Linked DNA regions of Muntiacus reevesi: region 1 is linked to region 2. The links are chromatin contacts, called in public Hi-C maps. All regions are on one chromosome and are shown on one strand. Each heading gives the region's core, a stretch centred on a gene start, on an enhancer-like site or on the middle of the called end of the contact. The rest is flanking DNA. Distances are from core to core; before and after follow the strand shown.

Region 1 (4,397 bases), core at 706-3,205, 160 kb before region 2:
ACTTCATAAAAAGGGGACTATCTCCCACATAAGTGTTTAATGACAAGGGTAGTCGTAACTAAATGAACCCTTGTCTTACTTCCTAACACCCTTCCAATGCTCCTCCATTACTCCACCACACCCAGTGCATCCTCCCATCACTGTCCTCAACTTCTCAGTATCCCCAATAATCCGTTCAAGACCAAAAAACAAACAACAAAAAAAGTTATGTTAGTCCCTCAGTCGTGTTGGACTCCTTGCTATCTCATGAACTGAAGCTCACCAGGCTTTTCTGTCCATGGAATTCTCCAGGCAGGAATATAGGAGTGGGTAGCCATTCCCTTCTCCAGGGGATCTTCTGGACCCAGGGATTAAACCCCGGAACCCCTTGCATTGCAGGCAGATTCTATACCGTCTGAGCACTCAGGGCTCCTATCCCTCCATAAAGCATCCTCAACTGATGCTCACAGCAGCTGAGTTTTTTGCAGCTCCTGGGGTGGTTGCTGTTACCAGCTGAATTGTAGGCTTCTCAAGAGTTAATGTTTATCCCTAAGTATGTCAGTTGTACTTGGTATTGGGAAGATGGAGCTTAAATATTCCAAAATGTTAATGAAGTATGAGTGTAAAAAGAAAACTGTTCTTATGAAAAACTAAATGCAGTGCAGAAACTTGACAAAGGAGAGTCCTAATCGAATTAATCGAGGACAAAATGACAGTAAAAGATTGCAGGGGAAATCGGGAAAATGTAGACGTCTTCTGGAATCAGATTGCTTCGCAGGGACCTTTTAAATTCTCCATCTATTTTAAAAGAAATCCAACATGTACATTCTAGATGAGGCTTTATGGGTGCGGTCTACGGAAGAAGATGGGGAAGGCTAATCTGTGAACCCAAATTCAAAGGAAAGGTCTTGGCCCTACATCAAAAGACTAGCTGCTCGGAAAGTTTTCTTGCGAGCGACAAAGGCTGGAAAAAGCGCCGTGGTCGCCACCTACCGAGGAGGAGGGGGAGGGGGGAGGATGGCCGGCGTGGCCAGAATCTCCGGCAGGGAGGAACATCACATAATCACTCGATTTTGTGTTTTTACATAAACATCTAAAATCTCTGGCCTCTTTTTTAAACTTCTAACTTGGGATGAATAGTAATATCTCACCATTTTCGAAATTCGCGAGCTAATGAAAGTTGAGAAGCAAAAAAAAAAAAAAAAAAAAAAAAACAACCGGGGGGGTGGGGTTTGAGAAAATTGCTTAGGGTTGACAGAACAAAACGGGCTGCAAATCACGTTTTCTGTTCGCCCTCCATGGCTTTTCCGTCTTAAGTTTCCTTCTACAGGTCGAGTGAAAAGTGAGCAAAGCCTGGAGGTGGAGGGGTAAATAAAAACAGAATGGTGCCCTTCCCTCGCCCAGTCCGAAGTTGCGGCAAGAGTCTCTCGAGGCAAGCTTTAGAAACTAACAGGAGTTCTTTGTGTCCCGGAGGGTGGTGCAGGGCGGAGGAAGTCCCTTGGCGGAGCAGGGAAGGCGGCAGGCCGGCCTGGGGCTCCCCGGCTTTTGCAGTATTCCAGCCTCTCAATTTGCAGGGAATCTCGGATGCAAGAGTGAGCGCGAGCCATGGGACCGTGGCCGCGGCCGGCTGAAGCCTGGCAAGGGTACCGACTCGGCCTGGATTTTCATCCCTGTGTCCCCGCTCCCCTCCCCCACTCGGGCAGCCGCGCAGGCCCCAGGTGCAGCCATGTTCCTCGCTCCCACCACCCGCGCCTCCATTGACAGTCCTTGCCCGAGAGGGCCGGGCGCCGAGCTCGCCGCGTCCTCGGGCTCCGGGCTGGTCGGCACGAGGCTTCCTGGGAGTCGTAGTCCAGTGTCCCCCGCCGTCGCATTGGTGGGGACGCATCAGAGACTACAACTCCCGCTGGGCGGCGCTGCGGGTGCGCACGCGCAGCGCGCCTTCTAGGAACAAAAAAAAAAAAAAAAAAAAAGAGGAGGAGGAGGAGGGTGAGAGAGAGAAGCTCGGAGAGCAGAGAAAAGGGGCCACCGATCGCCCCCCCGCTTCCCCGCACGCGCTCTCTAACCGTGGCCGCCCGCCTGCAGCGGTTACCCCGGCCTATCCCTCGGTTCCCCTGTGAGAGGATCTAGGCGCTGAGCGAGGCCGTGCCAAGGGCGGCCATGCGGCGGTGACAGGAGCTCGGCCGAGACGCTCGGGCCCCCTCGCCCTCTCACCTCCTGCCCGCTCGCCGGCCCATCTCAACCCCAGGCTGCTCCGCCGCGGCCACAGCTCGCGCGCGCGCGGCCCACATTCGCTTCCCTTCGGCGCCCCCCCAGCCCCGGCGCTGCCTGGAGGCGGCTGCACTCGGGTGAGTCCCCGTCTCCTCATCCCCGCTACCCCCCACCCACCCCCGCCCCGGTTGCCATCTCGAGCAGGGCTTTTATTTTGAGACTCGCCCCCTCCCTCCGGGGGGGCCCTGCACGGGCAGCTGGGGGAGTCTGGGGACTGTCGGTGGCCGTGTTGGGGGGGCCCCCAACCCGCCCCCCCACCAGCCCCGGGCCGCCGGCGTTGGGGGTGGGGCAGGAGCAGACGCGGTCGCGGGGGACGACAGTTGACGCGCGCGCCTGGGTGCGTGGGGGAAGGGCGCGCGCACCGGCGCGGCGTGTGTGTGGGGGGGGCGCCTCACGCGTGAGGGCCCCGCGCGCGAGCGAGCGAGCGAGCCTGCGGGCTGCGCATGCCCGGCCCGCTGATTGGCCGGCTCGGGCGGTGCGGGTGCGCGCTCGGTGCCAGGCCCCAGCCGTGGGGTCGCGCTCGGACTGGTGTCTCCGGGGCTCGTGCGCCCGGGCAGCAGACGCGCCGGATTGGCCGGCGGGCGGCGGGGGTGGGCGGTGCCGCGCTGCTTGGTAACTGCGGCTGGCCGGCGGGCGGGCCGCGGAGCGCCGCCCCTCCCCGCCCCTGCCCGCGCCCAGGTGGAGCCCGGGAGTGGGCTTTGTCCCGGGCCCGGGCCGGCGCGCCTGCCCCCGCGGGGCCTTGCTCTTTGGGGGAAATAAATACAATGACCGGAAGGAAAACCTCAGTCTGCAAGCTTGGGAAAATAAGCCATCGGGATTCGGCTAGTATCCAGAGGGGGTTCAGAGAAGAAGACGAACCCCAAAAAGCAAAACCCCTGCCCTCGTTCCTCCCGACTTCGTGCTTATCCAAGTTTTGCCTTTTAATAAAGCGATTTTTTAAAATAAAAGTGTTCATGGTTTTACGCTCGTTGGTGTCTGAGAATGTTCCGACATCGGGTCTAGTTGGAGTAGCGCCCACTCCTCGGAATCCGGGGCTCCAGGCACGCATCTCAGCTTTTTGCGTTCAACTTTGCTGCAGACAATGGCTTGATGGGCTGCTGTGCGTAAAAGTGGTCTCTGGGTACTCAGAAAACAAAAGGGGAACTTAGTTTGCAGACGAGCGTGTGCGTTAGAGTGCCGGGCGGAGGCCGGGTCTTACCCACGCCTCCAATCCCTCCCCCCACCCCCAGCTAAGCCCCAGGATTTGAGGTGACCGATTTTATGTCCTGCAGCATATTTTGCCCTGGTCCGTTTTCCAGCCACTGCAATCTGCTACCGTGCACGTTTCGTTTTTCGCCTGCTTCTTGTGATCCTGGCTCACACCTGTAGGCTGGAATGACTTTTTCTTCCCTTGAGGCCGTGGAACTCTTACTGCTCATATGCAGTCACTTCTTTAAAGCCTTCTCTTATAATGTTGGGTCAGAATTTGTTGCTGCTTCTTACGGTCAGCTCGTTTGCCTCTCTATTTCCTCTTGGAGTTTGGTTGGTTCTGCTTTGTGTACACGTGCTCCCGGAGAGGTAGGGATTAAGCCTTTTCTGTCTTTGTCTTTATCCCCCTTCCGGTCTACAGCCGTCAAAGCTCATATCAGTAGCGACAGCTAGTGCTTGAATAATGTCTTTATATGTCAGGCATTGCTCTTAGAAACTTAACGTGGTTTTCTTATTTAATATCCATAACAACCCTCTAATTCCACTGTTTAGAAGAGAAACAAGTCTAGAGAAGCTGGGTGGTTACCTGTTGGTCACCAAGCCAGTAAACCTTGAACCTTTATGACTCTTAGACCTTAGGCTATCGGTTCTCAGAACCTAAGCATTCCCTGCGGAGCTTGTTAAAACACAGTTGCTGGGCCCCACCCCAGACGTTCTGATGCTGCAGGTCTGGGATGGGCTGGAGAATTTGCATTTCTGTCTAGTTTGCAGTTGATGCTGCGGCTGCTGCTCTGAAGAGGAACACTGTGAGAACTAAACTATTCACTCTGGTATGAAATTAAGTTGTGAGGGAAGTTTATTCTAGGTGCATGTTTTTCCTTACATTGAAACGTGATCTTAAAGAATCAAAGTAATTCAGACTGCTTACTATAGATTACTTGGCAAACAGGGAGTTAAGAATT
Region 2 (4,552 bases), core at 1,008-3,507:
GACAGAAAATGAAAATGTGGTATACCCATACAATGAATTACTAGTCAGCCATAAGAATGAATGAATGAATGAATGACGCCAGATCTCAAAGATCCTTTGATGATTCTGTGCTTAGGAATGATCTGGAACAAAAACTATTTGGAATGTCAGAGACATAGGAACAAAATGCGTATTAGCAGTGTCCATGGCTGGGGTGGGAAAGGGGTACAACTGTCTTAGTGGATACGGCATTTCTTTTGGGGTGATGAAAATGTTCTGGAATTAGTGGTGATGGCTGCACAACTCTGAATAAACAAAAATCACTGAACTATAGGGGCTTTCCAGGTGGTGCTAGTGATAAAGAACCTGCGTAGGAGGCTAAGAGCCATGGGTTCGATTCTTGGGTCGGGCGGATCTCCTGGAGACAACAACCCACTCCATTATTTTTGCCTGGGAAATCCCAAGGACAGAGGAGCCTGGCGGGCTACAGTCCATGGGGTCGTTAAGAGTTGGACACGACTGAAGCGATTTAGCACCGCACACACACTTAACTACACACTTTTAAAGGTAAATTTCATGGAGCGTCAATAAAGCTATTAAACAGCAAGGCTCGGGTTTGAAGGATGGGGAATATAGCCCTCCAAGCCTTTTTTCTCCTTTACGTCTAATGACACCACCCTTATGGCAGAAAGTGAAGAGGAACTAAAGAGCCTCTTGATGAAGTGAAAGAGGAGAGTGAAAAAGTTGGCTTAAACCTCAACATTCAGAAAACTAAGATCATGGCATCTGGTCCCATCACCTCATGGCAAATACGGGAAATAGTGGAAACAGTGAGAAACAGTGAGAGACTATTTTTTTGGGCTCCAAAAATCACTGCAGATGGTGATTGCAGCTATGAAATTAAAAGACACTTACTCCTTGGAAGGAAAAATGACCAACCTAGACAGCATATGAAAAAGCAGAGGCGTTACTTTGCCAACAGAGATCCGTCTAGTCAACGCTATGGTTTTTTTCCAGTGGTCATGTATGGATGTGAGAGTTGGACTATAAAGAAAGCTGAGTGCCAAAGAATTGATGCTTTTGAACTGTGGTGTTGGAGAAGACTCTTGAGAGTCCGCTGGACCTCGAGGAGAGCCAACCAGTCCATCCTAAAGGAGATCAGTCCGGGGTGTTCATTGAAGGGTCTGATGTTGAAGCTGAAACTCCAATACTTTGGCCACCTGATGCAAAGGGCTGACTCACCTGAAAACACCCTGATGCTGAGAAAGATTGAGGGCAGAAGGAGAAGGGGACGACAGAGGATGAGATGGTTGGATGGCATCACCGACTCAATGGACATGAGTTTGGGTGGGCTCCGGGAGTTGCTGTTGGGCAGGGAGGCCTGGCATGCTGCAGCTCATGGGGTTGCAAAGAGTCGGACACGACTGAGTGACTGAACTGAACGTCTAAATCATAACCGTGACGGAGTGGAGTTCAGGACGAGAGACTCTTCCGGCCTCTGGGATTGGTTTTCTGGTCACAAGCAGGCTGCGGGTGGCCGCCCCACTGGCCACACCCACGACAAAACCCACGTCGCGCGGCACTCGTCAACGCGCGCGACAGTTGGCTAGGGGTCGGGACGCCTCCGCCGGGGAGCCGGACGCAGTTACCAGGCAACAGCGGCTAACCCGCCCCACCACCTAACCAATCACGCACTTCCGCACGCAGCGCAATATCCCCGCGTACGACCGCCGGAGCGTGACCTGCGGCACACTGGGCCCTAGCGTCCTGAGACGGCAAGCACCCGCCCCCACCGCCACCGCTCAGCCAATCAGAAGGGAGAGGGATGCGCGTTCCGTGCGTGCGACCGTTGCCCCGCGCCGGGGCTTCCCCGCCCCACCCCCACTCCTTGGGCCCTGCCCGCCGGGAACCGGTTCGGGGGGCCCGCCGGGCCGCCTGAGGCGGCGGCGCTCGCAGCGCGAGCCTGGGCGGGCAGCCACTTAAGGCTTCTCCTCCGCCAGGTCTGCGGGACGAGAAAGTTCCAAGCAAAGCACCCGCTCTTAATGGCGGCTGCGGCGGGGGCGGGATACGCACCTGAGGTCCCCGCCGGCGGGCAGCGCCCGGCCGGCCGCCGGGTCCGAGGGCTGGGCCACCTGGGAGTGCCTGGGGGCCGAGCGCGGCCTGCGAAGACCGTCTGGAGACGAGGGCGCGGCGTTGTGGGCGACGGCCGAAGCCCTGCTCTCCACTATCCCTCCTTTTTCTTTTCTTTCTTTTCCTTTTTTTTTTTTTTTTTTGGCTTCCTGGAAGGCAGCCTGGACTCGTGTGTCCGCAGCGCCCCAAGTGGGAGTTGTCGTTTCCGGTGCCGTGGAATCCACTTCAGCTGCACGTTGAGCTCGTTGGAAGTCCCTTAGCCCCGCGCTGTTCAGGGCCAGACGTGCCTGTCCATCTCCATCTCCTGCCTTTGATGAGTGGCTGCACGTGTCTGGTCTCACCCCCACCGACACCGCCCCCAAACGTGGATGTCCTTCTTGCTCTTATTTAATTTTACACTTTTTAGCATGATTGCAGTTTGTAGCTTTAAGCGGTGAGGTCACAGCTCCAGCGACCGGTGAATTTGCCTTAAAGCCATTGAATTATGTTGTAATACTGTAACAGTTGTGTCCTGACCTTTTGATGGGACTCAGTGACATTACTAAGGAGTCGAGAGCTGTCCTTCTGATGGTGCTGGTTCTCCAGCAAATAGTCAAGTATTACTTTAGTGCTGTTTAATCAAAGTCCAAATATTTTAAATATGCCAGGAGGAGAGTTGCTGCTGTTAGTCGCTAAGTCGTGTCCGACTCTTACCATGGACTGCAAAAGAATAGGGTAATAGAAACGGTTTACCCATTGCTCAGATTTACGTAGCATGCCTTATTTTAAAGGACTATTTAGACACAATTGAAGACACTGTTCTCATTCCTTTTTCTTGACTGTCTCGGAGTTCTAATACGCATTTTCTTTTGCAGAAAGGCAAGTGTCCCAGATTCTCTGTTTTTTTTGTGTGTGAGTTGCTAACAAGGTTATGCTTCCTAGGAGATGCTATTTTAAAAAACTGCCCTTCCAAGGTAAAGATAATGAGCGATTAGCTGAGATGGTACCTGCTTTATGATATTCTTAAAAGTGATGTTTGAAAATCCTCGTGGTGTTTTAGTTGATTCTTCGTTATTCAGAAGAGTCATGGCCTGTAAAGTCTTAGCAAACAGGGTTCTGCCAGCCTCTTCACGTTTTTGTGGAACGATTAAATGTACCTTTGTTTTATATGTGTGTCTGTTTAAAGACACCGTATTTAATGTGTTTTGTAGATTTGTTAGTTGAACTCAGTGGCCAACAGTGCTGTAACTCATGTGTGAAGGAAACTTGGCTAACACAAAGTGTTTTCTATCTAATGTTGCAGTGTTCAGTGCTTACAGTCTGAGGACCATTTTAAATAGCAAAATCATCAAAAACAAAAAAAACCCCAACCCCCCAAAATGTGGAAAGTGTGGCATTAAATAGACCAGAAGAAGGACACGTTTATGGTGTAAGAGCTGGTACCACCCTATTCTACCTCAGCCTGGAACGTGTGTGGCAGGCAAAAAAAACTTTTTTTTTGCCACTCTACTCTGTCTGGAAATGATTGGGGAAAGTAGGGTGAGTAATGCTTTTAAATTTACCTGTGAGTTGTAGTGAGCAGGTGAAATCCCAAATCTGGAGCTAGTGAATAATAATGATGGATTTAAAACTTAACCTGTATATCAAGAGCTTCAGGCTTCCCTGGTGGCTCAGCGATAATCTGCCTGCAATGCAGGAGATGTGGGTTCAGTCCCTGGATTGGGAAGATCCCCTGGAGAAGGAAATGGCAACCTGCTCCAGTACTCTTGCTTGGAGAATTCCATGGATAGAGGTGCCTGGCAGGCTACAGTCCATGGGATGGTAAAATAGTCAGGCATGACTTAGTGACTCAGCAATAACAATATGTAGAAAATAAATGGAAATTTGGCTAAAATAAATAAGATGTTTGTTTTTAAATTATTGTTTATTTAATATTTATCTCATTATTTAAATAATTTCCTTGTATAATTCATAAACCTCATATTAGTAGCTGTTCAGTTCAGTCACTCAGTTGTGTCCGACTCTTTGTGACCCCACGAACCGCAGCACGCCAGGCCTTCCTGTCCATCACGAACTCCTGGAGTCCACCCAAACCCATGTCCACTGAGTCGGTGATGCCATCCAACCATCTCATCCTCTGTCGTCCCCTTCTCCTCCTGCCTTCAATCTTTCCCAGCATCAGGGTCTTTTCAAGTGAGTCAGCCCTTTGCATCAAGTGGCCAAAGTATTGGAGTTTCAGCTTCAACATCAGTCCTTCCAATGAACACCCCGGACTGATCTCCTTTAGGATGGACTGGTTGGATCTCCTTTGAGAGTCCAAGGGATTCTCAAAGAGTCTTCTCCAACACCACAGTTCAAAAGCATCAGTTCTTTGGCACTCAGCTTTCTTTATAGTCCAACTCTCACATCCATACATGACCACTGGAAAAACCATAGCCTTGACTAGATGGACCTTTGTTGGCAA

What was found. Hi-C and Micro-C count contacts between places; a contact is called where the count stands out from the background.
Region 1: a Hi-C map of muscle shows a contact between it and region 2, with 9 times the contacts expected there. The contact joins the promoter of GTF2I here to the promoter of LOC136160739 in region 2. A contact is called at or near these places in 2 of 3 Hi-C or Micro-C datasets (blood and muscle).

Annotation. Positions count from the first base shown.
Region 1 is chr2:210,988,597-210,992,993 of mMunRee1.1, reverse strand. It overlaps GTF2I (general transcription factor IIi), which reads left to right and starts at 1,955. Exons shown (of 33, transcript XM_065924803.1): 1 at 1,955-2,324.
Region 2 is chr2:210,830,201-210,834,752 of mMunRee1.1, reverse strand. It overlaps LOC136160739 (general transcription factor II-I repeat domain-containing protein 2), which reads right to left and starts at 2,257. Exons shown (of 15, transcript XM_065924785.1): 1 at 2,053-2,257. It overlaps RCC1L (RCC1 like), which reads left to right and starts at 2,932. Exons shown (of 15, transcript XM_065924791.1): 1 at 2,932-3,062; 2 at 3,392-3,627.